2 separate regions of the Zea mays genome follow, and region 1 is linked to region 2. The links are chromatin contacts, called in public Hi-C maps. All regions are on one chromosome and are shown on one strand. The core of a region is the stretch at or near the end of the contact, and the rest is flanking DNA. Distances in the headings are between cores, read along the strand shown.

Evidence for each region. Hi-C and Micro-C count contacts between places; a contact is called where the count stands out from the background.
Region 1: a contact with region 2 is called in a Hi-C map of endosperm, with 2.5 times the contacts expected there. The contact joins the enhancer-like site here to the promoter of LOC100279509 in region 2. A contact is called at or near these places in 2 of 25 Hi-C or Micro-C datasets (bundle sheath and endosperm).

The regions. Positions count from the first base shown.
Region 1 is chr8:136,617,188-136,620,099 of Zm-B73-REFERENCE-NAM-5.0, reverse strand. No RefSeq gene overlaps it. Among protein-coding and RNA genes, the nearest start is that of LOC103637310, 8.2 kb to the right of the region's middle. Within about 2 kb of position 1,504, at least 19 of the 20 cell types and tissues checked have an H3K27ac peak or open chromatin away from gene starts, as enhancers often do. A contact at or near this core is called in bundle sheath and endosperm, where this site is marked.
Region 2 is chr8:136,152,921-136,155,984 of Zm-B73-REFERENCE-NAM-5.0, reverse strand. LOC100279509 reads right to left here and starts at 1,735. Exons shown (of 1, transcript NM_001152509.2): 1 at 1-1,735. The coding sequence starts at 1,638. It overlaps LOC100276428, which reads right to left. Exons shown (of 7, transcript NM_001320254.1): 7 at 2,417-3,064. The coding sequence ends at 2,603.

The DNA of each region.
Region 1 (2,912 bases), core at 255-2,754, 460 kb before region 2:
TTCGTGAGATTCACACCGCTTCTTGGCAATCAGAAGTGGATATTTCCAGGTTGCGCACTCGTGTAGATCTGCCGTGGAGAGCGTCTAACAAAGAGAGGACACAAGCAATGCGAGAGTAAGCCATAACACGACAATAGCCAATTCCCCATTCGAGCGTGACATTAGGGAGGCAAGCAAGGGTGGGTAGTAGAGGCGTCACGTAACCTGGCGTTGATGAACTCCTCAACACAGTTCAATGCAGCCAGAGGTCGCCGGCTCTGGGGTCCACGTCGCCGCCCAGAGGTGGCCGGCGAGGCGGTGCAGGATGCGCACGCGTCCTCTAGGATCCAGGCACTCCGCTTCAACTGAGGATATCGGCGCAGTCGGCTCCCAGGAGGAGGAGACGACGAAGCAGGAGCTTCCGCCCCTGTGGGAGGAGGAAGATCCGAGAGGGCTGTTCTCCATGCCCTAGAAGGGCCCGCCACATGGCCCAGTGGAAGACCGCCCGCGACAAGGTCGAGACGCGACTCTCGTACTCGGCCACGACAGTCACCTCCACCACCGTCAGCTCCTCCTCGTCCACCATCGTCGGCGAGCATGTGGCGCCCGACATCTTCCTGCGCCTCCGAAACTCCGAGACCGGGGACTCTTTTCGCGGCACATCTGTGCAGGGGCATGTTGCAGAGCGCGATGGAGGCGGGGGCTGGCGAGGTTGGGAGCTCCTGTTAGGCTTGGGAGTGGTGATGTGCGGACGAGGTCCAGAACTGGGAGCGACGATGGAGGCGGGGGCGGGGGGGCCGAGAGCTCCTGCTAGGGTTGGGAGCAGCAATGTGCGGCCAAGTTCTAGAACCGGGAGCGACGATGCGTGACCGAGGACCATAAACTGAATTAGATAAAATACTTTGGGTCCGGGACCGCGTGTGGACGTGTATGCAGTCTGCACGCCCGACCCCCGCCGTATGCGCCGTACGCGGGAAGCGCGGAGAGCGCTCGAATCCCTGGCGTCTTTTAACTAATGGGGCGTTTGGATCCCTTCATTTTAGAGGATTTGGAATTCACTCAATAAAGTAACTTATTTAGTTTAGAATTTGACATTCCACCACTTTCCTAAGTTCAGATATAAGTCTATCTCAAATTCATGGGATGGAGGATGGGAAATGATTTTATGCATCAATAGAATTTGTTTCTACTCTTTAACTTACATGACACTCTTCGTTTTACTCCTCTATAGTGAAAATGTAGCACATAAATATCTCCGGCATCTTGATAATAATATTATACAAATATATTTTGCATAAAACCGAATTAGCTTAATTGATATATGTCAAAATTACTATTATTAGAATGGAATTTAATTCCAATGATCCAAAGGGGCGTAAAGGTAATCCCAGATTCCGTGTTTACCTTTACGCTTCTAAAAAAGAGAAAGCAAAATCACATTCCTCCTTTATCTCCACGCCTGTCTTCCCTGTACGGCTGTACTCCTACTCCTAGTCTCTGATCCAGCCACCGCTCTCTACGCATTTCTTTTGGCTAGAGATATTCCCCACCGCCCGACGTCTCTCTTCCTCGCTTATCCTCTCTGTCATCGTCTTCATCCATCGCGGGACTTTTTTTTTTCTCAGCAGCTGCCGCCCCAGCCAATCCTATCCTTATCAGTCGCCGGGATTTTTCTCAAGCCGCCGAGCAGCTCCCTCGCGTTTCTCTCTCCCTCTGATTTCTTACCGCTCAACGGCCGCCGTTCTTATCTCCCTGCGGCGCTCGGCCTCCAGCGTGTTCTTCACCTTGCTGTGGCCGCGCTTCTCTCTGCCAAACTCCAGTCATGGCCGCGCATCCAGGTCTTCTTTCCCCTGCGCACGTCCAGCCGCTCCTCCCGTGTTCTTCCGGCGCCGCGGCCTCCCGGCACGGACGCGTGCCCCGGTGTCCTGCTCGGAGCTTCCCCGGCGTTTTTCCCGTGGCCACCGCGCCGTGCTCCTCTGCTCACCCTGTCGCGGCCTCGTCCTAGCAGTCGCGCGTCTGGCTCGCCCCAGCCCCCTGCGCCTTGCCGAGTCTCCTGCGCGCAGCCGCGCTCCTCGTTTCTGGCCGGGTCTCGCCCAGCCGAACTCCCCTGGCGCGCTCGTCATCGGCTCAGCATCTCCTCGAGCTCGCCCCTGCCTTCCTGCTCGGTTTCTAGTGCTCGCCCTCCGACCAAGTCCGGTCGTGCCCTCTGTTTTTCCTCGCCGTTCTTCAGCCGAGCTCCTCAGCGCCGAATGTTCAGGTCCCTGCCGAGCTCGTCTCGAGCTCCCGCCCACCCTCTGCCCAGCCGTCGCTTGCCCCTGCCCCAACGCCGTGCCCTACGACCGCGACGTTGATAGAGATCCCGTGCTTGTCGGTGGCGCAGCCAGGGACTGGAATTCTTCTATAGAGGGTACAAGATTGTGATGACAATCAGCCTTTCTTCAGACGTCCCAGTTGGTTACTCTTCATGGGCTGAATATGATGTTGTGGCACCTGTGCCTCCAAAGACTGAAGAAGCTCTTGCTGCAGCCTTTATTTCTAACTAGGTGTGTGCCCGTGCGTTGCAACGGGAGTACGCTAGGATGAGCATTGATACATATCTGATCGAATTTTATATTTTCTTGGAGGTCTGGAGAAAGTTTGCTCGGAAGTCAAACATGTTAAAACCTAAGCATGAGTTACCCTTGTGCCCTATCAGCACACTGTTCCGCGTTTGTATGAGTCTTGCTAATTTGCATGTCTCATGCATAGTCTCTATAATATACAGAATCCGTGTGACAAACATGTTAAGACCTCATCGTTGAATGCGTCTGGAGTGGAGAGTCGATCAAGCTCGTCGAACAAGTTTGGTGTGAAAAATGTGCGCAAATTGATTCATTGTTGTTCTGGCACACGCCTGTCCAGTTCAGACATGGATCCTTGTTGCCAAAACAGAT
Region 2 (3,064 bases), core at 486-2,985:
GGAGGCGAGGATGATGAGCACGAAGAAGAGGAACGAGGGGGCGCCGCCCGCGAGCCCCACCGCCCAGAACGTGGTGACCGCGAACGCCAGCGACAGGAACACCAGCGGCGGGAACGCGACCACGGCGTTGGCCAGCACGTAGGAGATGCGGCGGTAGGCGTTGTGCGCGGTCTCGCGGAGGTAGATGTGGCGCTCCTGCACGAACACCGGCAGCGCGTCGGCGCACACGTAGAACATGGTGGACATGGCCATGGCGAAGAAGCCCAGGCGCTCCTGCACGCCCTTGGGCGTGTCGTCGAGGCGCCAGAAGATGGTGGCCAGGATGAAGCCGGTGACCATGATGGTGCCGAGGCGCATGACGAAGAGCTCCGGCATGCGGCCCGTGTTGGTGAAGGAGCGCTTGATGAGCACCCACACCTCGGTCCACGGCGGGTTGGCGAACGTTGGCACCGACGACGCGGTGACCGCGCTCCCGGCCACCAGCTTCCCGCGGGACACGCTCTCGGCGATGGCGAGCTCCAGCGGCATGAGCTTGCTGCTGCTATCGTTGTCGTCGTCGTTGTTGTTGTCAAAGGTGGAAGTGGAACTGCTGCCGTTCTGCCACTTGACGTTGAAGTCGGCGAGCGGGGCGGCGCCGTCGGGGCAGCGCTCGTACTCGCGGATGGTGTCGAGCGCGAACTCGGCCGGGTTCTCGTTGTCCGGGATGGGCGCGCCGAAGTCGGCGAAGAAGGGCTTGAGCCCCGCGGGCGTGCCGGCGTACACGGTGCGCCCCCGCGAGAGCAGGAGCAGCCTGTCGAGGATGGCGAGGATGCGCGCGCTGGGCTGGTGGACGGTCATGATGACGACGCTGCCGCTGCGCGCGATGCGGCGGAGCACCTGCACGACCATGAAGGCGCTGGCGGAGTCGAGGCCCGAGGTGGGCTCGTCGAGGAACAGCAGGATGGGGTCGTGGATGATGTCGGTGCCGATGGACACGCGGCGGCGCTCGCCGCCCGACACCCCGCGGTGGGCCTCGTCGCCGATGATGGTGTCGGCGGCGCGGGCGAGGCCGAGCTGGTCGACGAGCGCGTCGACGCGCGCGCGCTTGCGGTCCGCGGGCAGCGCGCGGGGCAGGCGGAACTCGGCGGCGAACAGCAGCGTCTCGCGCACCGTCAGCATCGGGTACAGCAAGTCGTCCTGCATCACGTACGCGGAGATGGCGCGCAGCCGCCGGCCCTGCAGCGGCTCCCCGTTCAGCGTGGCCCCGCCGCCGCGGAGGCTGTCCCGCGCGATGCGCCCCGCCAGCGCGTCCAGCAGCGTCGACTTGCCCGACCCGCTCGCGCCCATCACCGCGAACAGCTCCCGCTCCCGGGCCTCCCCGGAGATGCCGTCCAGCAGCGTCTTGGTGTTCCGGGTGGCGCTGGCGGCGGTCGCGGACGACGCCGGCGCGTCCAAGGACGCCAGGCGGTTGCTGGGCCAGCGCGAAGGCAGGCAGCCTAGCCCGCTGCCGCGCTTCCTTATGCTGTAGGACAGGTCGGTGAAGCGGAGCACGTACGGCACCGTCGGCTGGGGCAGCGGCGTGGCCGCCGCCGCCTCGCCGTTGCCGCAGGAGGCTGGCTCGTCGATGTCGACCGCGACGGCGTGGCCCGGGGTGGCCATCCGCGTCAGTCGGTTGTTGGTCCTTTGCTCCTTGCTGGGTGCACGAGCTCGGCGCGCTCTGGTGGTGGCGTGTCGCTGCGGAGACCTCGGTCGGCAGGTGGTCGGGTTGGGATGGCAGAGCGTGGCGTGGCTTGGCGCGTTTACTTATATATGTAGAAGAAGCATAGGAGTGGAGCTGCCTGGAGCTGGAGCACGCGAGTCGGAGTTGGCCGCTGCTGGGCGAGTGGGCGTTTTCCGTTCCCCTTCGCGGCTGTTTCTTATCGAGTTTGGTAGCCAAACTTGTACAAGACAGATCGGAAATAGAATGCAGTTACAAAAATCGTATTTGAGCCATATATGAACAAAAAAAAATTGTCAATCAACTGTGCAGTGAGTCATCGCAACAGCTTTGTAGGTGCACTATAGGAGCCCTTGCTCTTTCTCTTCACAAAGACACGCTACAAAGATGGTGAAGGTGTCGGAAACCATGTCACCGAACATATCGTAAAAAGGAAAAAAAAGAGAGGATCAAACAAGGGTCGTTGTACCGGTCACCGTTACTCCACCCAGTCCATGTGAGCAGCAAGAAGTCTTCCAGGACGATCACGGTCTCACCAGCGCTCTGTTACCGTGCGGTTGGCAGCAAGAACCAGCAACAGCGGCAGCACAAGTCGCGCATCAACCGCAATTTCTAAATGCAGTATCGGGTTGTTTTGACTCACGGCCTCAGCCCTCAGCACTCATCAGGCAAACCTCAACATGCGAGCATTCACTTATTCAGATGCAAGCAAGCACCAGTGGCATCATATCATATATATATTATCCATGAGAGGGTAAGAGTCATATCTCAAAGCAAGCAAAATAAAGTCCTTGTTTCAGAGAAGAAAATGATGTAGCTATTGTGTCTTCGATATGGTAGCAAAAAATAGCAATACGATTGCCCATTGCATTGAGAAGCACCACCACAATCTGGGACCGCCAGCGCTCAGGGTGACTTGCTTCCAGTGGGGGAGCCACTGCGGGCAGCAGCATCAGCATCGACATCAGCAGCAGCATCATTGTTACCATTGCCATTGGGGCTTGGGCTACGGTCAGCCCTAGGACTCGGGCTCCGCTCACCTCTAGGACTCGGGCTCCGCTCACCTCCAGGACTCGGGCTCCGCTCACCTCCAGGACTCCGGCTACGTCCATTGGCCGCAGGGCTGCGGTTACTACCAGATGGACTGCGGCTGCGGCTGCAGCTCCTGCTGTTCTCCCTCCCTCTGGGGCTGCCGCCACGGTCTGAGCCATTGCCTTCGCCATTATCCTTTGGTGGTGGGCTCATCACCTGATCCTGGGGGCTGCGACTCCTTGGGCTCCTGCTTCCATCAGGTGCGGGGCTGCGCTCCTTTTCCTTTACTGGTGGCGAGGCAGATCGCATGGGGCTCCTGCTATAGCTAGGACTCCT